Regions from separate parts of the Mus musculus genome. Here regions 1, 2, 3, 4, 5 and 6 are each linked to region 7. A link is a contact called in public promoter capture Hi-C data. All regions are on one chromosome and are shown on one strand. The core of a region is the stretch at or near the end of the contact, and the rest is flanking DNA. Distances in the headings are between cores, read along the strand shown.

Region 1 (3,185 bases), core at 685-3,184, 550 kb after region 7:
ACAGACCTTCATGCTCCCTCCAAATCAGTAAAATCCCTAAGCCATCAGGCCTCACACCAGCTCATGTCTCCATCCTGAAAGGGGTTCACACACTCACATCACCATCCTGGATGGAATAGGGAGAGTTGGTAGTTTCTATTATTTTTCACTCCACATGTAGGCTTGCTATGGCAATGCAACTCTCAGAGTCTCCTGTGATGGCATTGTTATGCCCTCCGATGGGGATGTTAATGTAAGGATCAGTAGACATTCTTGTTATGATGTTGAAAACCAGGATCTAACACTGAGATGTTGAAGGGAAAAAAAAAATCTTCTTCACAGCAGGGCCAGACTTACAGTCTCTCAGCTAGGAGAGACTGAAGAGGCTATGACATCCAGAAACACAGAGAATTTATTGGGGAACATAGATGTTTGGTTCAACAGTAGGTTAGTCATTCTGGACAGACAATATGTACACAAAACCTATAAATCAGAACTGTACATTTACAAAAGAGTTTGACCAACTGAAACAGGCAGCGTGTGTGCAGTGTTAACACGAGGGCACCTCTGGTGTCCTTTGTTAACACCTTGTGACAGGTTTTTCGATCTCAGGCTTACAACCTCTGAGGCAAAAGTTTTATCTCTTGTTTTACTTAGGGAGATTTTAGTTCATCCTCCACTGAGAAACAGCTCAATATCCTTTCAGAAAACATCTGTGTCATTTCAAGTGAGGAATTAAACACTTTCCACGAGAGATTCCTAATCCAAGTGAACCATCTGTAAATTCACAATTCATTTCCAGGTAAGTGGAGGAAACATCACACACCTCAATCTCCAGTACGCAAAACTCTGACCCTGGAACCTAGCAATTTCTGTCACCTCAAAGCAAGACAAGAGTTATTGCATGTGTGATAGTTAAAAGCTAGCTCCATTTCCAACTAAGCTGTTGTACAACACAGCAACAAAAACAAACAGCAAACAAAAAACCAAAAAAAGAAAAAAAAAAAAACCCACATAGCAGAAAATCCCCAGAGTTGAGATACTTGTGGTGTGTGCCTTTAAAAATTCCAACCCCTATCTTCCCTTTTGCAGCAGTTCTCAAACTGGCAAAGGAGATTGTGGCTCTAAATAAAGCAGTTTGGGTTGTTTTTTGTTTGGTTCTCTCTCCTCTCTTCTCTCCTCTCCCTCTCCCCCTCCCCCTCCCCCTCTCCCTCTCTCTCTCTCTCTTTCTCTGTGTGTTTTTGTGTTTTGTTTTTCGAGACAGGGTTTTTCTGTGTAGCCCTGGCCGTCCTGGAACTCACTTTGTAGATCAGGCTGGCCACGAACTCAGAAATCCGCCTGCCTCTGCTTCCCAAGTTCTGGGATTAAAGGCGTGCGCCAGCACCGCCCGGCTGGTTTTATCTCATAATTCCTAGTTTTGTTCGGAGTTTTTTTCAGTGGTCTTGAACTCCGTGACAGACAGCCATAAAGTACAGAAAGGACCAGATCTCCTCTTAACTAAACTTACTGACAGATCCAGTAATATCCACGTGAGAGTGACCCAGCTAATGCTTCCACCAGAAAGCTGGAAAGTGTACGCCCAGAATCACCATGCCCAGGCAAAGACCTTCACCCAGCCAACACTGCCCAGGCAATCCTTGAACTTACAAGCTTCTCCATTCCTTGATTTCTGTCAGTCTAACGCAGGGGTCAGTCCCACCAACCCCCGCAGCGCCCTCTCACCAGCCCTGTCCAGAAAGCTCCTCCAAATCAGCTCTTCCCAGCTCCCATTCCATCCGGTCCCTGTTCCTTCCGGAACTATGCACCCCGCACAGACCCTGGGATGACTGAACCCTGGACCAACCTCCATGTCAGAGATCCAACGGGAGAGCACAGCAGGACCAGAGTCTGGCCCAGCTTTGGATAAGAGCCGCACATGCTTACTAAAAGATGAACTGTTTACTAAAAGTGCAGACCTGTGACGTCACCGTGCTGCAGACTACATTTCCCACAAGTCTGTGCGATGGCGTTGCAGGAGTCCTAGGAGAGTGAGTTGTATTATTTAAAGGTCCTGGATTTCTACATTGATGTGTGTCTGCAATGTAGTGTCACCTACTTAGGAAACAAGGAGACCATGAACTGTGTCCAGTTCTAACGAGCCGAATGTTTATGTAAGGTGCCGCTTTTCCGGATTTTCACTGTAAAGTTCTTAATTCCTTAATTTCCGTGGAGTTTACAGCTATTTGAGGAACCACCTCACTGCCAGTTAAGTGGCAATAAGCTAGTTTGCAGAAACCAGACCATGCGTTAATCATTTCAAAAGAGTTTTACAATTTTCTGGAGGAGGGAAGTTGCCAGGAACTTATCTTTTAGTAATTTAAGAGCGGGTGCCCGGCACACAATAAAGTTTCCTCACAGAGGACAAAGAGCAAAAGCAGGGACTCAGGCTGCTTTTGACATTCAAGATTCACAGCCTGCGGTGTCTTTAATCCCAGCTCACTGCAAGCAAATTCAGGCACCTCTGAGTTCCAGGCTGCCTTGTTTACAGTGAGTCCCTGGCCTGCCAGGGCTACACAGTGAAACCCTGTCTCAAAACAAAACAAAGAACAACAAAACCAGAAATATCCAGATTCATCACAGAAGATATTTGTGAATCAAGCCTTTCCATGTTTTGTTTGTTAAGTTTACAAGTTGTTGCTCATCAATATGTTTATTTTAATCTTCATTCTACATATTATAAAATGTTACTTAAGCTTGCAAAAAAAAAATAGAAAAATAGACAAAAGGAACTTGCCAGATGTTATGGATATGCCTTCAATCACTTGGGAGGCAGAGACAGGAGAAACTCTAGTTCTAGGAGAGCCAGAGGCCTGTACTGGGACTGTCCCAAAAAAAAAGGAGGAGGAGAGAGGGAAATAGTATGTTATATTGGCAGTTTTCCTTGGAAATAACAGAATCCCTTCTGGGCCAAACCAAGCTGCTCTGAGCAGCCTACTACCCAGGGAACCTCCACTCTCCTGCCACCTCTCCTTCACCTCCATCAGACTCCTGAACCACAGGTAAGGTTCCCTTCCCCAACCCTTCTTCCCTGCTATCTGAGTCCTCTGGGGCAAGCCAAGCTGCTGGAGCAGCCCGCCATCCGAGAGGTCCTCCATTCTCCTGCCACATATCTGCCCACCTTCATCAAACCTGAGACTCCTGAAGCATACAGAACCACAGGTTCGCAA
Region 2 (2,986 bases), core at 143-2,642, 650 kb after region 7:
AGATCACCAGGGGATGGTGAGCATCATCATCGCCATCCTGCAAACTTTCCTATCAGAGTCTTTGTAAGGACGACATGTGTAATACAACAACGTCACTATATGTGAGTTTCTAAAATGAGTAATTCCTTCCCTCATATTTTCACTTGTACAAACAAAAGACTATGTGAGCAGCCCACTGTGAAAAAACTACAGGATCCCGAGTGAACCATAGCTCTTAAAGTCATCTCTTACTCTTTTGACCCAGTATAAAAACTTGGGAGAAACGGTTCCGGACGAACTGTTTAAGGGCACTCGTGGAACACAGATCCCACAACTAGTGACAGTTTTAGACACAGTATGCAGTGGACAACGACGGGAGAAAACCATGGGATCGATCAGAGAGCACTGTAAGCATCCGGTCAGGTAGGCAGGACTATTTCTCTTTCCCAGAGAAACTCAAGCACCTCTGTCCCCTTACAGTCAATCCCTAGACACCCTTGTAGCCTCTAGCCAACTCATCTCCCACAAACTAATGGCATCATAATTCCCAATGGAATTGGATGAGTTATTCTTCTCCAGTACAGTGCAGGATCAGTAATTTCTTGTTTTGCAAAGCTAGAATCTTTTCCTTTAGGGGATCATTCTAGCTCTGCATGGGGGTGTTAGTCTGAGGATTCAGGTCACAGCAGTGATCATTAAGTATTCCTATTTAAAACGGCAGTCCATAAATCTCTGTTCCAATGAAAATGGGATTAACATCCCATGCATCAATCTCTCTCGCAAAACTCTCCGTCCTTGGAAACTAGTAACTCTATGAACTTCTATCAATACAAACTAAAAGTATTAGGCCGGCTATAAAGTACAGGAGGGGCCAGATCTCCACTTGGTCTAGGTGTCCTGAGAAAACTGACAAGCGCGGGGAAGGCGTGGGTCCATAGCCAATCTGAGATGTATGAGTCCACCACCACCACTTCCAGGTACAGGTTACGAGCAGACCCGCCTGTCCGAGCAATCCTGGATTTTCATATTCCCAATTCCTTTCTTACCAATACAGCCTCTATAAGAGACCCAGGCAGCTACTCTGAGCTCACAAGAGCGTTCACTTCCAGCACCAACCGCATGCCCTCTCCCCGGCCCCAGCAGGCTTCCAGACGCTGTGGCCCAGCCTAGGTCAGCAGGGCTCCACCAAGTCTGTTCTTCCCGCCTCCGGGCCACCCCTCCTCCGCCGCCTCCGGGCCGGACCCGCCCTCGGTCCCTCCGACCTGCAGCGGTACGCGACACCCTGGACCAACCTCCATGTCAGCGATGCAAGCCGAGCGCGGAGCAGGACCAGAGAATCGCCCAACTTTGAGAGAAAATGCACTAGTGCAGTCGCAATGCGGAAGTGCCGTTTCCACAATGGCTCCTTGTGAAGCGATCCAACGGAAGACTACACTTCCCACAAGTCTGTGCGACGAGGCGCCAGGAAAACAGGCTGGTGACGTGTGTGTTTCCTGTGTTTCTTCACCTCTGCAGGTGAGGATGGATGGGAACGCGAGCATTTTTTGCACTGGGACAGCCATAGGGAGTCGGGCTGCTTTTAAAATCCCGGGTTCACTACCGGAGATGTTTGAATGTGAGTCGAGCCTTTGACTCTAATGTTTGCTGATTATTTCTGGTCAATCTGTACTGATTTAAAACTCAAAGTCTACTTATTATGAGGTTTATTCCATATGTAAAATTCACGTTGACTCAATTTAACTTTAAAATAAATCAGCAAAAAATTGTATGGAAATGACCACTTTCTGTTAAGATGATTTTACAATCAGCCTATTTGTCACTCCGTGTCTTCGCAGATGCTCAGGAGCTTAAGACAGAAGGATGCCAAATCCAAGGATAACCTGGGCAAAAGGTACAAACTACAAAAAAGGGTTACTGAGCATCTTAGGGGTAAAGTCCCTGCTTGCCTGGGATGAAGAAGGCTTTAGTTATAAATACACCACTACAATAGACAATCTCGTCCTGTAGTTAAATAAAATAACCAGTTTGCCACAGCTGGAAAAAAAGTCTTAGTGTGAACATTGGAATCCATACAGTGTAGTGCACAGGTCAAGGTGCACAGATATGATTTAAAATTATAGAACAAAATTAAAAGCCCAGCTCTCTAGAATTCACTTGTAAAGAACTCAGAGAATCTAACTGGGAACATAGAAATAATGAATGAATGAATAAAGATAGATTGGCACCATTGGGACCTCCTATCTCCTCGTAAATATCTAGTGCTGTACTGGTCATGCCAAAGACCAAAGAACAAACCTTTTTAGAAAGAAGAGTCTGGACTCGTGACGGACAGTGGTTCACAAGGAAGCTAAATCTCAGCTGAGAAGGAAAGTCTTTTTTTTTTTTTTTTTTTTTTAATAAGAAACTTGTGTCCTGCCGGGCAGTGGTGGCGCATGCCTTTTATCCCAGCACTTGGGAGGCAAAGGCAGACAGATTTCTGAGTTGGAGGCCAGCCTGGTCTACACAGTGAGTTCCAGGACAGCCAGGGCTATACAGAGAAACCCTGTCTCGAAAAACCAAAAAAAAAAAAAAAAAAAAAAAAAAAAAAAAAAAAAAAAAGAAAGAAAGAAAGAAAGAAAGAAAGAAAGAAAGAAAGAAACTTACTTGTGTCCTTTTTTATTCTTCCCTGAAATGTTTAAGAAGGAGTTTTAATAACTGGTTGGGGAGGGTGGTTGGAGAGATGGCTCAGCGGTTAAGAGCACTGACTGATCTTCCAGAGGTCCTGAGGTCAATTCCAGCAATCACGTGGTAGCTTACAACTATCTGTGGATCCCAATCCAGTGCCCTCTTCTGGTGTGTCTGAAGACAGCTATGGTGTACTCATATAGAAAAAAATAAAAATAACTATTAGGTGACACAAATGCCAATATTTCTATAGATAAGAATGAATAATACAGTCTCTGCAAATATGAATTCAATTTGGAGAGAAGAGTGTGATTAAGAAGTCTCAGGGTTTACAAATATTTGG
Region 3 (3,356 bases), core at 411-2,910, 620 kb after region 7:
GAAGAGGCTTCAGTTTTGGTTTGGTTTGGTTTCTTTCAATCACAGGTGTGTTTAAAGTATATATACTGGAAAGGTCTGTAAGTTACAGGACAGCATGCCTCTGCTTCATGCCTACTTCTTAGGAAACCACTTTTGGTTCACAAGGTAGTGTACTCTTCCCACTTTAGATAATGGAAAACACAATGCTGTTCTTGTCCTGTAGGCCAGTGACATTAACTAGGAAGTCTCTGTCTTTTACATAACAGTTACATAGTCCACAGAAATATTCATACTGAAGGTGGCTTAAAACCCATGTTCCTTATGAATAATAGGCTTTAATGCCACACAAACACTTGATTTGACTTAAAGTGTTGTGAACTACAAAACTATACAAGAGACAGGCCAAGGAGTCTATTATGGGCAAGGGACCCTAACTGAGCAAAAGCTCTTCAAATTCACCTTTCAATCTTTCTGACGTGGATAAACTGGCAAATGTTCAGGGAGCAACAGGGAACCTGAGTGCCACAGTCGGGGCAGTGATAGAGTAGTTGTTAAGGGAGGTTTAGATGTGCAGTGTCCAGAGATAGAAGAGAAGCTCACAATTGAAGAGCAACGTAAACACTGTTAGGTATTCAAGGTCACTTCTCCTCCCCAGGGACACTCAAGTCCTTTCCCCGAAGTCACTAATAATCTCCAGGCCATCTCTCTGCTCCCATCACCCCCTCATTTGTTTCAGAAAAGGAGTCCAAGCTTCTGACATTACACAATCTCTGACATAAGTGGATACGGTATTTTCTAGTATTTTACTCTACAATGTAGGATCAATAATATCCTGAATAAGCCTTCTCCTTTAGAACATTAGACTGTCTCTACATGTGAGTGTTAAGTGTGAAGATATAGATCACGGAGGTGGCCATGAAATATTCTCATTCAAAACAACACACCAAAAAAAACCTAACAATTTATTCCAAAGAGAATGGTACTAACATCCTATACACCAACCTCCTTAGCAGAACTCTGTCCCTGGAAACGAGGAGCAGCTATTAACTCAAACCAAGAATATTAGGCTGGCCATAAATAGGAGGTGCCAGATCTCCACTCGATCTAGAAGTTCTGAGAAATCTGACCACAGTCAAGTGGCCAAGTGATCACAGCCAACAGACTTCCTAAGGCAAGCAGGAATGTGGGCTCCCATTTACACCTCTGGCGCAAGGAGAGGGCCGGCCCACCCTGCGGGGGGGCAATACTGAACCTTCCACCATTCCACATTTCTGTGCTACAGAGCCAGCTCTCCCACCCCAGAAGCGTATACAGCCGCGTCCTAACAAAGCTTTCACTCACAGCGCCACCCCCATACTGCTCTCCCCACCCAGATTTGCATCCAGGCTCAGTTGGCCCAGCTTAGGTCAGCAGCACAGCATCACCAACTCGGCTTCTCCCTGCCTCTGGTCCACCTCGGCTCCGCTCCCTCCAAGCTGGACCACTCCCCTGCACATTCCCTCAGGCTGCACTGCTCCCTGGACCAACCTCCATGTCAGAGATCCGATCGAGAGCGAGGAGCAGGACACAGCACCGCTAACTTAGGGGAAGACAAACGTCTGCAGACGGGATGCGGAAGTGCGGTTCGCAGAGCGGCTGCTTGTGACGTCACAGAGGGCACGACTACATTTCCCAGAGTTCTGTGTTCTCCCTACTGACAGCGGAGGAGGGTGGAAAGAAAGGAGAGGTGTCAGCACTGGGACAAAAGCCCACAGTCAGGCTGCTTTAAAAGTTCCGGTTGTAAAACGGACGTGCTAGAACATCCGTTGAGGCTTTGATAGGAGGGGTTATTAGTTGTATCTGGTCAAACTGTAGTTTAAAAACTCGTCTACTAATTATAAAATTGGAACCTGCACCAAAAGTTGACAATCATTTAATTGTACTTTAAAATAAGGAAACAAGAGGCTAAAGTGGAGTGAGTGCTATTACTTAGAGATGCTTTTTGACATCAACTTCGGTGTTTAAAATGAAAGGATTACAAATCCAAAGCGTTCTAGGCACTTTACAGAGACCTTGTCTCAAAATACAAAGTACAAAACTAGCAAAGGGGGTAGACTACGTGCCTAGAATGAAGGAAGACTTAATTTAATGCTCAACTTGTACATACTCCATTTTTCCATGTGTGCTGACAAGCCTGTGAGCATACATGCATTAGACTCCACAGCTGGGAAAACAAACAAAAACACTTTCCTGTGAGCACTGGAATCCATACAGTGAAGGAGGTAGGTCAGAGACATAGACGTTAAAAAAAAAAAATCTCTGAACGAGGTTATAAGTACTACCCTCACATTTACATGTGAAGACTTTCCAGAATCCATTGGTGGATCCTTGATCTCTCCATTTGTCCCTTGCTTACACTTTCATTCATTAATCTGCATAAGAACTTTAATTTTATGAGAACTATACCAGAACATCACCCACGTCTCCCTGGTTCACCACAAACAGAGAAGTGTTTAACAGCAGGTGGTCTCTGAGCCTGTGAGTATCTCTTCTGCTTCTCTCCCAAGGAGGGCACAGTTCTTAGCATTGTACGGACTTCTGGTCCATCATCCATTGTAGAATTTCTCTCTGCATTAGGCATGGGGTATCTTGCTCTGTAGACCAGGCTTGCATTGGACTCAAAGATCCCCCTGATTCTGCTTCCCAAGTGCGGGGATTAAAGGCATGTGCTACCACTATCCATGGTATTTTTATCACTGTGGAGAACTCAACTTCTCTTTTCCTACTTAGTTCTCCTTGCAGTGATTAAGCATGTGTTGTAACCTCCGAATTGCTGATACTAGAGAGATACTTTAGTGTTGTGCACAGTTTGTCTCTGCATTTTTTGCTCCCACCCCCCACCCCCCTGGCCAGAAGCTCCCATCTTCCCTCTAGCCCTAGACAAGTATGCTACACAGACAGCTGGTTTCTGTGCTGTGTCCTCCTGCAGCAGCCTGAAACTCCCTCCCCCCACCTCTAGCATTAGAATGGCACTACCCATAAAACTCCCCCTTAATGAGGACATTCTGAGGAGACATCCTCCCTGCCTTTGTGTCTCTAAAAACCAACACTCCTGCTGAGGAACTGCAGAACTCCAGGTGCCTGTCCTTGAGACCTTAGAGAAATAACAAGCTCAAGGGAGACCATGGGGAAAAAAAAGTAAACAGAGGTCAAGCTCTCCTTAAATGCTATTTTCCCACTGGACTTTCTCCTTTCAGATGAATTCACACTTTTGGAAGAATAGAGTCTTTCATGGACGGGGGTCTAGGCTTAGGGCACCTTTCCTGTTGCCTCAATATGGAGAATTAGGGTTCCCCGTTTAGAGCCATTCTTTCAATAATTACCTAGAATTTCAAATG
Region 4 (2,955 bases), core at 259-2,758, 700 kb after region 7:
TCCTTCCTTCCTTCCTTCCTTCCTTCCTTCCTTCCTTCCTTCCTTCCTTTCTTTCTTTCTTTCTTTCTTTCTTTCTTTCTTTCTTTCTTTCTTTCTTTCTTTCTTTCTTTCTTTCTTTCTTTCTTTCTTTCTTTCTTTCTTTCTTTCTTTCTTTCTTTCTTTCAGCATTCTTTTGCTGACATACCAGAAGAGAACATCATATCCAAATATATATGGTTAGGAGCCAACAAGTGCTTGCTGGGAATTAAACTCAGGACCTTTGGAAGAACAGGCAGTGCTCTTAACCACTGAGCCATCTCTCCAGCCATATCTTACAGCTTTTCAGATACAGTTGAAAAAATTGGAGAATTCTTTCTAAAACTATTAAGAAGGGTGTGTCACTAAACCTGAATGTCACATTGAGGGACAAAGGAAAATTTAAAAGAGTTCAGACACTGCTGATAACGTGAACACAAAGATGAAAAGCACGTGAAGAGACAGCAATGTACAGACTCTGGCAGATTAGAGAAATGTACAGATCCTAGTAGATTAGAGAGCAATGCACAGAGCCTGGCAGATTAGAAAGCAATGCACAGAGTCTGGCAGATTAGAAAGCAATGCACAGAGCCTGACAGATGAGCAGAGCCATTTCCCCCTTCCCTTTCAGACTTTCCACCCCACCCTGAGGTCTCTCATCACACCAAGTCGTCTCTCACATCTGAAAAGGAGCCCAAATTTTGGACACAACACATACTCAGAACTGTTGAGGTATTATTGTCTAGTTATTAATCTTTAGTGTAAAATCCTATTTATTTGGATTTTGCAAACAGTGCTTCATACCAACTACAAGATTATTTTGTGATTTTATAGCCATGTATTGTCGCATTCAGGTCACAAAGGTGTCTATCAGAAAATCTTATTTGAATCAGGGCATCCATGAGTCGAACAATTCGTTCCAAAGGAACTAACATCCCACACGACAGTTTGCCCTCCCTCACAGGATTCTTGCTCCTTGGACACTAGGAACTTTAGGAAGCTGCTTGAGCTCAAACCAGAAGTAGACTCTAGGACATAACATACAGAGGGCGCTACATGTCCAAGTGCTCTGTATGTCCTGAGAATCTGACTACAGTCACGTGAGAAGGGGTCAGCTAGGTAATGATGAGTGCGCTCTTGTCAGCATCTCAGGAACAGGCAGTCAGCAGACCCAGCCTGCCCTTGCCATCCTGTTGTTTTCAGTCTTCTCCCCTTCAAACCTGTGCCCAGGCGCAGCGGCCCAGCCTAGGTCAGCAGCTTCCTGCCTCACAACAAGCCCGAGCCAGCTCCCTCCGTGCCCTACCTGCCACCCTGCACAGCCCCTCAGACCTGAAAGATGGCGCTGCTCCCTGCACTAACCTCCATGTCAGAAATCCAGATGCAGCGCTGAGGAGGACAACTGCACACATTTGAGGAGTGAAGTTTGAAGAATAAGGAAGTTCGATTCCGGCGGCCCTTTCTGATGATGTCACAGGACCCGGGACTACATTTCCCACAAGTCAGTTGGAAGGATTTACAGGGAACCCCCCCCCCCCCCCAAGAGGTCTTGTGCATTGCCTGCCTTGCAGTCCAGCTGTGGGCAGCTGAAGTTGGAAAGAACCAGGCTGCCGCACGTGGCAGCAACAGGGAAAGTGGGCGTTTAAAAAAGTCTTTGTTTGCCGGGCAGTGGTGGCGCACGCCTTTAATCCCAGCACTCGGGAGGCAGAGGCAGGAGGATTTCTGAGTTCGAGGCCAGCCTGGTCTACAAAGTGAGTTCCAGGACAGCCAGAGCTACACAGAAAAACCCTGTCTCAAAAAAAAAAAAAAAAAAAAAAACCAAAAAAAAAAAAAAAAAAAGTCTTTGGTCACAGCACGCGATGTTAGCCTGTGAGCTGAGCTTTTCATAGTAATGTTTATCGCATTTCCTTGTTATCTCTGTTAAAACATTGTGATTTTAAAGCTTCGATTTTTTGTTTTGTTTTGTTTTTTTAAAGTACAGAACTACTTATGGAATGTTACTACCGAGTGGAAAATTCATGCTTTCATGGTTTACTTAAAATATGAAAGCAGGAAGTTAATATAAGAGTGGGCATTATCTCTTTAAGACGCTATGGAAACCATCCCAGGTGCTTAAGACAGAATTAGAAATCAAACTGAGTCACCACCAAGTGTTTTCTGAGCACTTGCTTTCCTCCTCTGAATCTCTCCCAAGAGGAGGGGCAGAGCTCCTTGGATCACAATGGTGAGTGTACTGGCTCTTCAATTTCCCTCTGTGTTTGGTTTGATGTTCCTTATTGATTTTCCTGTCTCCACTGATCCTGTCATCATTCACATTTGATAATACTTGAACATTACTGGTAGCTGCCTTGCACTTCCCTCACTTCTCCTAAGCAGAACACTGAGATAGTTTCCCGTGGAATACAAAGGTATCAGAAATATGCTCATATCACTGTAAAATGAGGTGATGTATTAAAGAAGTTAGACTGGAAACTTGGAGTATTGAGAATTCCCATCTTTTCGTAAGAAGGTTTATTCCTGTGTAGTTCATGCTTGAGTTAAAGCTACAAATGGCATTACAGAAAAGACTTCATACTTCCCTGAGGCATAATAATTTAAAAGCAAGCTGTTTCAGAGCAGAGACTGTGCAAAATCCCTATCCAAATATTCTTCTCTAGGGAGTGTGTTTGCCTAGGGATCAGAACAGATTCCTTAATTTAGAAAAACTAGAGTCAACAAACAGTACATTCACCTGGACATTTGATTGGCATGTCTGTTTAGAATGAGGTCATGAGTGGTCTGTCATCCCCCTGATGGCTGTAGTGAAGGGCATTACCAACAACCAGAAGGACTTAACATTTCTGAGCATAGTTAGTTTTCCAATATGTGTATGTGTTGAGGTTTGGTATGTTGCTATGTATTGTAATACTAAATTCTATATCTGAAGGTCTAAGCTTACCATGG
Region 5 (3,081 bases), core at 567-3,066, 600 kb after region 7:
CTTACACTTCCACACTGCTGTTCATCACCAAAGGAAGTCAGGACTGGAACTCAAGCAGGTCAGGAAGCAGGAGCTGATGCAGAGGCCATGGGGGGACTTTTTTTTTTTTACTGGCTTGCCTCCCCTGGCATGCTCAGCCTGCTCTCTCATAGAACCAAGACTACCAGCCTAGAGATGGCACCACCCACAAGGGACCCTCCCCCCTTGATCACTAACTCGGAAGGGGAAGTATGCTGGATAATGGCGTCCAGGTCTTGGTCGTCTAAGTGATGATGTCAGAGGCCATTGAGAAAAATTACAGATGTTATTTGGACAGAATTGAATAGAAACCAAATACGTATGCATGAGATAAACTTGAGAAACACAGATTTTCATTACTCTGTCTTATGGGGCTTTAAAAGTTGCAGTCATTGAGAAAATGCCTTATAACTGGATCTTGTGGAGGCATTTCCCCAACTGAAGCTCCTTTCTCTGTGATAACTCCAGCCTGTGTCAAGTTGACACAAAACTAGCCAGTACACTGGTTGATGCCACATGTAAATCTGGCTCTCATTCCCCACGTGAGGAGCAGGAGCAGGGTTTCTGTTTTGGCTAACTAGAGATGCATTCTACACACTTTGATGTGCAGTGTAAGGAAGGAGAAGCCATGCAAGAGGCAGAAAAGCAAGGGAGGGGTGTAAACCACTGTGGCTGCTTCAGACAAGGAGAATTCCAGAATGGGAATGAGGTCCGTTTACCTTAAATTACATAAATGCATAACGTTCTTTAAGTTCTCCCTCACCCTGCTGACCTCACACAAACGCTTAGCAGCCTAAAACAAGGTGAGCTTTCCCCCCACTGCTCCGGGGGTCCCTGCTAATGGACTGGCTCAAGTTCAAGACCAGATCGAAGAATGTTTGTACAACAGTTGTGGGCCAAGTAGACATCCTGTCTTTCTTGAAAAGTAATCAACCAAAACTTAGGGATGGAACCCTTCAAAGGCTTAAGAAACGCCAGCCCTGAAGGTGAAGCGGGACATCAGCTTCCCCACCCCTCACTCTGCCTGCCAGTGGTTGCTTCTCTCCATGTGCCCACCGCACCTGTTTTCCCTCAGCCCTAGTCAAAGCTTTTCTTTATCAGGTGATTCTGGTAGATTTGTCCACGGTGCCCCAGAATTTCCCAGCTACGACCTGTTGTGTCTCTGATTTTTTTCTTACCCGTTTAATTCACCGACTGGCCGAGAAAAACGATGACAATCCTTGATCATACCGGCGTGCTGTGAAACGCTCGAGAGGCAGAAAACCCACCTATTTTAGATGAACTGAGAAAACCTCAAGATTCATCTGAGAGTGAGGTTCAGCTAGTAACAAAGTCTCCCCAGCCAAGCGGGAAAGTGAGCTCTCAGCACCGCCTGAGATGCAAGTTCGTCAGCTGACCCACCAAGCCTGATCTTTACACCATACCCCACTCCCGTGCAACCATCCTGCACTCCTGTCCCAGAAGCCCACGGTAGACTCGCGTTGTGCTCAGAGTTCTGACAAACATCAATCAGGGCACCGTCAGACACGCCCTCTCCCCAGCCCTGACCAGTATCTTTATGGACCAGAATGTAAGGACAGCGCAGGTCAGTTTCTCCCGACCTCCCACCCATCGCTGCTCTACTCGCTGCCAGATGGATCCCCGCACCTCGAACAATGCCTCAGGCTGCGCTGCTCCCTGGACCAACCTCTACGTCAGCGATGCAACTCGAGAGCTGAGCAGGACAGCACTCTCACCCAACTTTGGAGAAACAGCACACTTTCAGACTCAATTAAATACTGTTTCCGGAGCAGGTCCCTGTGACGACACAGTGGCCAGACTACAATTCCCACAAGTCTGTGCGAAGAATTTCCCGGAAATCAGCTAGGGCTGTTCCTGGATTTGTCACTGGCAACCCACAGGAGTGTATGAGAGAAAGAAGCCTACTATGCTTGACAGCCATTGGGAAGTCAGGCTGGTTTTCATCTCCAGATCCACAACATGAGATATATGAATATGAGTCGAGCCTTTGACAGAAATATTAGGGTTTCAGGTCCTTTCCTGTCCATGTGTTGTGATTTTAATCTTACTACTCCTTGAAAAAAAAAATCAGCACGACGAAGCAATCACTAGTGTGGGAATAAAAAAATATCTTTTAAAGATGATTTTTCAAACCAGCATTGATGTGCCTTATTATGCTCTTAGCTGCCTGGTGGCTTATGGAAGAAGGACCCAGGATCCAAGGTTGGATTGGGCTATTTATAGAGACCTTATTTCTAAATAAGATGGATAGGGAGCTAGTTTAAGGTAAAAGCCTTTGGGTGTAATGGCTTTGGCTCAACACTATGCTACATAAATAATTCTTGTTCTTCTGTACTGATACCCGGTGTGAGTCATATATATATCAGATTCTACAACTGGTAAAACTATTCCTGTGAACATTGGAACCCATACAGTACAGGAAGTGGGCCAAGACCACACAGGTGGTTTTAATAATTGAACAAAGTTAAGTTCAGCTCTTGAGATGAAAGGAAAGACCATCCAGAGACTGCCCCACCTGGGGATCCATCCCATATACAACCACCAAACCCAGACACTATTGCATATGCCAGAAAGATTTTGCTGACAGGACCCTGATATAGCAATCTCTTGTGAGGCTATGCCAATGCCTGGCAAATACAGAAGTGGATGCTCCCAGTCATCTATTGGATAGACCACAGGGCACCTAATGAAGGAGCTAGAGAAAGTAGCCAAGGAGCTAAAGGGGTCTGCAACCCTATAGGAGGAACAACAATATGAACTAACAAGGATCCCCCACCCCAGAGCTGTGCAGGACCCTTCATTAATGTATCCTTTACAGGGAGGCACATGACCTGACTGTGTAGTTTTATCTAGCTCAGAATGGTAACTCCTTTAAAAGGTTGTTCAATGGACTGCATTATATGACGTTATACATAATCCAAATATTTCCCAAGTTCCTCTCTACAAAGCAGAGGTTTTCTATCCATGTATGCATATATGGAATGTTTCCTATTTACCTATGGAACTTGTGCCTTTTGGCTGTTGTACTGGCTGGTTTTGTGT
Region 6 (2,931 bases), core at 151-2,650, 580 kb after region 7:
CTGGTGTCCTTTGTTAACACCTTGTGACAGATTTTACAATCCCATGCTTTACAACCTCTAAGGTTCCTAACCCTGGAGGCAATTTTTTAAAATCTGTCTTTCTTAGGAAGATTTTAATTAATCCTCCATTGAGAAACAGCTCAAGCCGGGCGTGGTGGCGCACGGCTTTAATCCCAGCACTCGGGAGGCAGAGGCAGGCGGATTTCTGAGTTCGAGGCCAGCCTGGTCTACAAAGTGAGCTCCAGGACAGCCAGGGCTATACAGAGAAACCCTGTCTCGAAAAAACCAAAAAAAAAAAAAAAAAAAAAAAGAGAAACAGCTCAATATCCTTTTAGCAAACATGGGTGTCAAGCTACTTTCAAGTGAGGAACTGAACAGCCTCCATGAGGGATTCCTATTCCAAGTGAATCTTCTTTAAATCCACAATTCATTTCAAAGAAAGTGGGATAAATATCACGTACACCAATGCTCCCTTCAGGACTCTGACCCTGGAACCTAGCAAGTTCTGTCACCTCAAAGCAAGACAAGAATAACTGCATGTGCGATGAATTAAAGACTAGCTCCATTTCCAACTGAGCGTTGTACAACACAGCAACAAAAACAAACAGCAAACAATAGTAACCGGACATGCATTCTGCTTTTTTTAATCTCTCTTAGCTGTGCTTGCTCAGAAAACAAACAAAAAATATAATGCCTTATGAAGCAGACCATCCCAAGTTGAGACAACTGTGTTTTGTGACTTAAAGAATTCCAACCCCTGTCTACCCTTTTGCAGCAGTTCTCAAACTGGCAAAGGAGATTGTGGCTCTAAATAAAGCAGTTTTGTTTCGTTGGTTTGTTTTTTACCTTTTAATTCCTAGTTTTATTTGGTGATCTTTCTCAGTGGTCCTGAACTCCGTAACAGACAGCCATAAAGTACAGAAAGGACCAGATCTCCTCTTATCTAAACATACTGAGCGATCCAGTAACATCCACGTGAGAGTGACCCAGCTAATACTTCCACCAGAAAGCTGGAAAGTGAACGCCCAGAATCACCATGACCAGGCAAAGACCTTCACCCAGCCAACATTGCCTAGGCAATCCTTGAACTTACAAGCTTCTCCATTCCTTGAATTCTGTCGGTCTAAACAGAGGTCAGTCCCACTAACCCCCGCAGCGCCCTCTCACCAGCCCTGTCCAGAAAGCTCCTCCAAATCAGCTCCTCCCAGCTTCCATTCCACCCGGTCCCTGTTCCCTCCGGACCTATGCACCCCGCACAGACCCTGGGGTGACTGAACCCTGGACCAACCTCCATGTCAGAGATCCAACGGGAGAGCACAGCAGGACCAGAGTCTGGCCCAGCTTTGGATAAGAGCCGCACATGCTTACCAAAAGCTGAACTCTTGTTTACCAAAGTACCGATCTGTGACGTCACCGTGCTACAGACTACATTTCCCACAAGTCTGTGCGATGGCGTTGCAGGAGTCTTAGGAGAGTGAGTTGTACTACAAAATGGTCCTGGATTTCTGCATTGATGTCTGTCACCTAGTTAGTGTCGCCTAGTTAAGAAGCATGGAGGCCACGAACTGAGCCCAGTTCTAACGAGCCGAGTGCATTCCTCAGTTTCTGTGGTCCAGCTTAAAGGGGCAGAGGATTTTCTTGGCAAAGTTCTTAATTTCTTCATTTCCGGTGAAATTTACAGCTATTTGAGGAAACTGCCTCAAGGCTTTGGCTTAATACCCAGTACTGCACATACTTAAGTGAGCCGCGTTCTCCTGTATTGACACCCTGTGTGAATATTTGTCAGTGTACTGAGTTACCAAGATGGTAAGAGATAGAGACACTCCAGGATGTGATAAGCTTTAGCAAAAGCCGCCGGGGAATCAGCTTCTGATGGACTGACAGCCAATGTGTCGGGTTTACCAGGATTGTTTTATAACTGAGGTTATGCTAAGCTTTTGATATTCCCAAAGAAGACAATGCCATGGATTTTAGGTAACAATCACGGATTATTTACAGGAGATCACCACAAGGCTTAAGCGCCATCACTCTGGATGCCCTGTGCAATGGCTCTTCTAGAAATCAACTACAAGCCGTACACAGATCACAAGCCACTGCAGGAAATCGTTTTCATGTGAATATTGGAATCCATTCGTGTCGGAGGTTAGTCAAGAGAAACAGACTAAATCATCGAACAATTTTATTTATTTATTTAGATTTTTCGAGACAGGGTTTCTCTGTTTAGACCTGGCTGTCCTGGAACTCACTTTGTAGACCAGGCTGGCCTCAAACTCAGAAATCTGCCTGCCTCTGCCTCCGGAGTATCGAACAATTTTAAAGTCCTCCTCTCTGTTGTTTATCAGTAAAGATCGCCCAGATCCATCGCAGATCCTTTGTCCATATTTTCAACCTTTAGCTTATGTAAGTGTTGTGGGTTGTCCTGATGTTGTTTGAATTTTCATGTTAATTCTGCATCCTCAAGAGGGGTGGCCCCCGGGAGAGTGGTGGATCAAGTACTCAGGTGCTCTCCTGTGAATCTTCTCCCCATTTACTGGTCAATAAAAGCAAAAGCCTGTGATTGGGCCGTGGAGAGGAAAGGTGAGAGAGGAGATCTTGGAGAGCGAGAGATGGGGAGGGAGAGATGACAGGAGAGGAGGAAGCAGCAGCTAAGATGGAGCTGAACCACGTGACCAGGAGAAACTGCAGATAACCAACGGTCTCCTAGCTGGGGATAAGTTAGTATAGTTCTGCCAATCTAGGTTTATTGCTTATAAATATAATAACTGGATTGTATGTGTTTTTGTACGGGACTATTGGAGTTGAAGATTACTGTTACATGTAAGAAAGTTAGTTTTAGTGAGTCTCAGAAATATTTCTCTTAGTTACTGTACCTCACTTTGGAACTTGGCCTTTACATGAACCTGATGAACAGAAGTCTGTAAGATTCTCTGA
Region 7 (3,330 bases), core at 541-3,040:
TAGCATGCAAAAAACTCTATTCAAAAACAAACTTAAACCATTTGGGGAAGAAGACTGAGCCTGAGAGAGGTAAAGGAGAAGAGGCAAGGAAGCAGGAGAGTGCCTGATGTTGACCAGACGTGGTACAAGAAAGAAGATAGAGCAAGCTTAACCTTTCTTTTTAAAATGTGAGGGGTAGGGGAGGGAACATGTGACTGCCAGAGGACGTTGTCATCCTTTTCATTTTTGAGATGGCATCTCTCACTGGCTTGGAAGTGCCAAGTACATTAGGCTAAAAGGCCAGTGAACCCCAAGATCACTTGTTTCCTTGTCTCCAGCTCTAGGATTAAAAGCATGGATTAGGGCTACTGAGACGTGTCTCATATAATGGAACTCAGTTTATTTAAAAAGAAAAAGCTCAACAAACAAAATGGGTTCTGAGAACCGAAATCAGGCCAGTATTTACATTGCAAGGCAAACTTTTTACCAACTGAGCTATATTCTCAGTCCCTAAGCGTTAAGGCTACTTTCTTACCATAGAAGGAAAAAGAGGCTCCCTTCTTATTATCTCCTTCTAATTTCCTAATCCTCAGTACAGATTACTACATGGCTTCCTCCAACCTTTAAATTAGAAGTCATGCATAAAATTGTTTCTAAGAGAAATTTAAATTGTCAAGGGCTAATGCTCAGTTGGTATATTGCTTGCCTAACATACACCACAAAGCCCTGGGCTCCAACTCCAGCACTACATAAAACATGCATAGTGATTCATTCCTGCAATTCCAGCATTTTTAGGGTGGAGGAAAAAAGAATCAGAGGTTCAAGGTCATTCTTCAATACACAGCTAACTTGGGCTACCCTGGCTCAAAAAATAAAAATATTAAAAAAAAGCATAAGAACTAAATTGTTAACACAGCAGTGATTATAATATCGATTAATATTTACTTAACAAATGTGTCAGGCACTACTCTGTTTGCCACATTATAGATCAAAAGCCTGTTGCAGAAAAGGAAGCTGGCTTACGTAAGTATTAAACTCAACAAAACAGAATACTTTTCCTAAAATTGTGTCAAATGGGTAAAATTAATGCCTTCAGAATTTCCAGGGACTGTGAGAAGGTTATCAGTATTGTTTTTAAAGACTATTCCAACGTATACCATCAGTGGGCAAAGATTAAGCTTTAAAAAAAAATAGGAGGGGAGAGGGTGAGTAATATTTGATGTGAAAACATTCTGGCACTCTATCTCAAATTTGTTCTAGTGCCTACATTAAACAAAAGTCCTTACAGCCCTGCAGCCCCAGCTCACCGTCCAGATATGCCAAGGTTAACCTGAAACCTCACTATAACCCTATCTTACTTCCTTTTAATTCTTCTGACAAGTCTTAGGAGCGTCATGCGGGCTCGGGCGCTGTTTGCTCCGATCACTGTCACTGAAGTGGCCTGCGCCTGACTCCAAATGCTCCCCACTACTCGCTGTGGCTGTCGTCTGCTGACCTCCTCACCTCCCTAAGCTGTCCCAAGGCGGAGGGGAAGGAGGCCGAACCCGGTCAGCCCCGCTGGGCTCCTTCCGGCAGAGGTCCCTGTTCTAACCCTCAGGCAGGCCCGACCTGGCTCAGCGAAACCTGTCCTTTGAGCTGCTGGGTCGCCACGTCTCTTATCACAAACTAGCTATTTAGCTAACGCAAAAGGAGAACAAGTTCGTGAGAAAATACAACCGCTCCACGATACCCACAAAGGAGGAGTAATTACTCACCAGCAGATCGGCCCGCCATTTTGACCTGAGAGTGAAGCGCTGCCTTCTGGGTAAGTCCTAGAGGACACGCCGGGCTCCTACGCAGGCGTCCTGGATACTTTAGGAAGGGGAAGGGAGGGGCAGGCGCTGCTCTGACCGCCAGCAGAAGGCATTTACTCTTTCCTACCTGAATGGACTCCACACATTAGGCTGATCTTTTTGTGTGCCTTGTTACAAAAAACATTCTTCGCGACACAATGGGGAAAGTACTGCGAAATTAGGAGACAGTGTTATTCAATGCTCTGTTATAGGAAAGAACCTTTGCGGAATAAATGGAGTCTTGGAGACAGGTAATGTAGTAAATGATTTTCAGGCAAACCGCATCTCAAAATGCATGGAGGGGATGCTAGGACGCTAGAGGACGCTTGATGCTCAAATTCTTTATGTCAAATGGTGCGGTGTTTTAATATAATGTATACACTATTGCATTCTTTAAATCACCTCAGGATTACTTTAATACAGAATATAAAGTAAGCACCACACAAATAACTGTTATACTGCACTATTTTGGAAGTAACACAGGTATAATGAACATTTATAGTTAACACAGATATACCCCTTCCCGATCTGTGGTAGACTCAATCTATAGGTCTGCAATCTTTGGGTTCAGAAGTGTGGCTATATTCTCATTTAATTCTAAATCATCAGTGTAATTACTGGTGCTATCAGTATTGAAGAGAGAAGGAAGCTGAGCCTCAGAAAAGTTCAATAAGTTATCCAAGGGCATTGAAATTGGGTAGAGTCCAGGTTTGTTTGTTTGTTTGTTAACTAGAATTGAGAAATCCAGTTTCAAATTCGGGCTTCCTTATTTCTAGGATCATATGCTGCACAACCAATCCCAGATAACTTTCAGCTTCTAGGCTTCACTTTCCCCACCTAAAAATCCCTATCAAACAATTTTAGTAGAAAGTTAGGTTGGATAAGCTTTAAAAATATTAACTTTAAGGTAGGAGTAAATGGCACATGCAAGATCCAAGAATTCAGTAGTCTGAGGCAGGAGGATCCCTGCAAGTTCAAGACTACAGTTGTCTACATAGTGAATCTGGCATCAGTCTGCAAGACCTTACCTAAAACAAAACAACAACAACAAAACCCCTAAGATATATTTAGAATTTGCATATAGTATTAAAAATGGAGCAAGCAGAAAGACTATAGACTGTGCTTTCAAGATCTCAACCCCAACAGGTAGAGTCTAAAATAAAAAACTAAGGACAGAAAGTGGAGTTACTGTTGAGTTTTACTATGACTCGATAGTGGTCTTTTTTTTTTTTTTTTTTGAGGTAGATACTATTTATTATTTCTTGGTTTCCCTCTCATTGACATCAACTATCTTTTCTGAATTTTGGACTGGATTTAATGTCAAAAATACAGAAATGAGCTGGGCAGTGGTGGTGCACGCCTTTAATCCCAGCACTTGGGAGCCAGAGGCAGGCAGATTTCTGAGTTCGAGGCCAGCCTGGTTTACAAAGTGAGTTCCAGGACAGCCAGCAGGGCTATACAGAAAAACCCTGTCTCAAAAAAAAAAAAACAAAACAAAAAAAACAAACAAAAAAAAAAC

Evidence for each region. Promoter capture Hi-C pulls out the DNA fragments that hold promoters and counts their contacts. Capture Hi-C pulls out chosen DNA fragments and counts their contacts.
Region 1: a contact with region 7 is called in a promoter capture Hi-C map of liver, with 2.9 times the contacts expected there. The contact joins the promoter of Zfp874a here to the promoter of Uqcrb in region 7. A contact is called at or near these places in 6 of 39 promoter capture datasets (the C10 cell line, cranial neural crest, liver and 2 more), 1 of 115 datasets of contacts at active chromatin or transcription factors (memory CD8 T cells) and 2 of 9 other capture datasets (adipose tissue and liver).
Region 2: a contact with region 7 is called in a promoter capture Hi-C map of adipose tissue. The contact joins the promoter of Zfp748 here to the promoter of Uqcrb in region 7. A contact is called at or near these places in 6 of 39 promoter capture datasets (the C10 cell line, cranial neural crest, hippocampal neurons and 3 more), 2 of 484 Hi-C or Micro-C datasets (cerebral cortex and uterus), 2 of 115 datasets of contacts at active chromatin or transcription factors (bone marrow-derived macrophages and intestinal villus epithelium) and 4 of 9 other capture datasets (adipose tissue, liver, macrophages and 1 more).
Region 3: a promoter capture Hi-C map of pre-B cells shows a contact between it and region 7. The contact joins the promoter of Zfp87 here to the promoter of Uqcrb in region 7. A contact is called at or near these places in 16 of 39 promoter capture datasets (the 3T3-L1 cell line, the C10 cell line, the HPC-7 cell line and 11 more), 2 of 115 datasets of contacts at active chromatin or transcription factors (bone marrow-derived macrophages and double positive thymocytes) and 3 of 9 other capture datasets (adipose tissue, liver and macrophages).
Region 4: a promoter capture Hi-C map of second pharyngeal arch cranial neural crest shows a contact between it and region 7. The contact joins the promoter of Zfp729b here to the promoter of Uqcrb in region 7. A contact is called at or near these places in 5 of 39 promoter capture datasets (the C10 cell line, cranial neural crest, frontonasal cranial neural crest and 2 more), 1 of 484 Hi-C or Micro-C datasets (CD4 T cells), 1 of 115 datasets of contacts at active chromatin or transcription factors (memory CD8 T cells) and 2 of 9 other capture datasets (adipose tissue and liver).
Region 5: a contact with region 7 is called in a promoter capture Hi-C map of second pharyngeal arch cranial neural crest. The contact joins the promoter of Zfp58 here to the promoter of Uqcrb in region 7. A contact is called at or near these places in 5 of 39 promoter capture datasets (the C10 cell line, cranial neural crest, hippocampal neurons and 2 more), 2 of 115 datasets of contacts at active chromatin or transcription factors (bone marrow-derived macrophages and memory CD8 T cells) and 1 of 9 other capture datasets (adipose tissue).
Region 6: a contact with region 7 is called in a promoter capture Hi-C map of liver, with 2.4 times the contacts expected there. The contact joins the promoter of Zfp874b here to the promoter of Uqcrb in region 7. A contact is called at or near these places in 10 of 39 promoter capture datasets (the 3T3-L1 cell line, the C10 cell line, cranial neural crest and 5 more), 1 of 484 Hi-C or Micro-C datasets (CD4 T cells), 1 of 115 datasets of contacts at active chromatin or transcription factors (bone marrow-derived macrophages) and 2 of 9 other capture datasets (adipose tissue and liver).

Annotation. Positions count from the first base shown.
Region 1 is chr13:67,449,690-67,452,874 of GRCm38.p6, forward strand. It overlaps Zfp874a (zinc finger protein 874a), which reads right to left and starts at 1,935. Exons shown (of 4, transcript NM_177712.4): 1 at 1,823-1,935. The coding sequence starts at 1,828.
Region 2 is chr13:67,551,760-67,554,745 of GRCm38.p6, forward strand. It overlaps Zfp748 (zinc finger protein 748), which reads right to left and starts at 1,393. Exons shown (of 4, transcript NM_001035231.3): 1 at 1,272-1,393. The coding sequence starts at 1,277. 9430065F17Rik (RIKEN cDNA 9430065F17 gene) reads left to right here and starts at 1,443. Exons shown (of 5, transcript NR_131100.1): 1 at 1,443-1,494; 2 at 1,815-1,870.
Region 3 is chr13:67,524,571-67,527,926 of GRCm38.p6, forward strand. Zfp87 (zinc finger protein 87) reads right to left here and starts at 1,661. Exons shown (of 4, transcript NM_133228.3): 1 at 1,507-1,661. The coding sequence starts at 1,512.
Region 4 is chr13:67,608,199-67,611,153 of GRCm38.p6, forward strand. It overlaps Zfp729b (zinc finger protein 729b), which reads right to left and starts at 1,509. Exons shown (of 4, transcript NM_001163246.2): 1 at 1,375-1,509. The coding sequence starts at 1,380.
Region 5 is chr13:67,498,706-67,501,786 of GRCm38.p6, forward strand. Zfp58 (zinc finger protein 58) reads right to left here and starts at 1,817. Exons shown (of 4, transcript NM_001007575.2): 1 at 1,666-1,817.
Region 6 is chr13:67,482,853-67,485,783 of GRCm38.p6, forward strand. Zfp874b (zinc finger protein 874b) reads right to left here and starts at 1,401. Exons shown (of 4, transcript NM_001076791.2): 1 at 1,289-1,401. The coding sequence starts at 1,294.
Region 7 is chr13:66,903,560-66,906,889 of GRCm38.p6, forward strand. Uqcrb (ubiquinol-cytochrome c reductase binding protein) reads right to left here and starts at 1,791. Exons shown (of 4, transcript NM_026219.2): 1 at 1,734-1,791. The coding sequence starts at 1,752. It overlaps Gm10767 (predicted gene 10767), which reads left to right and starts at 1,856. Exons shown (of 3, transcript NM_001177750.1): 1 at 1,856-2,062. It also overlaps a transcript of Mterf3 not described here.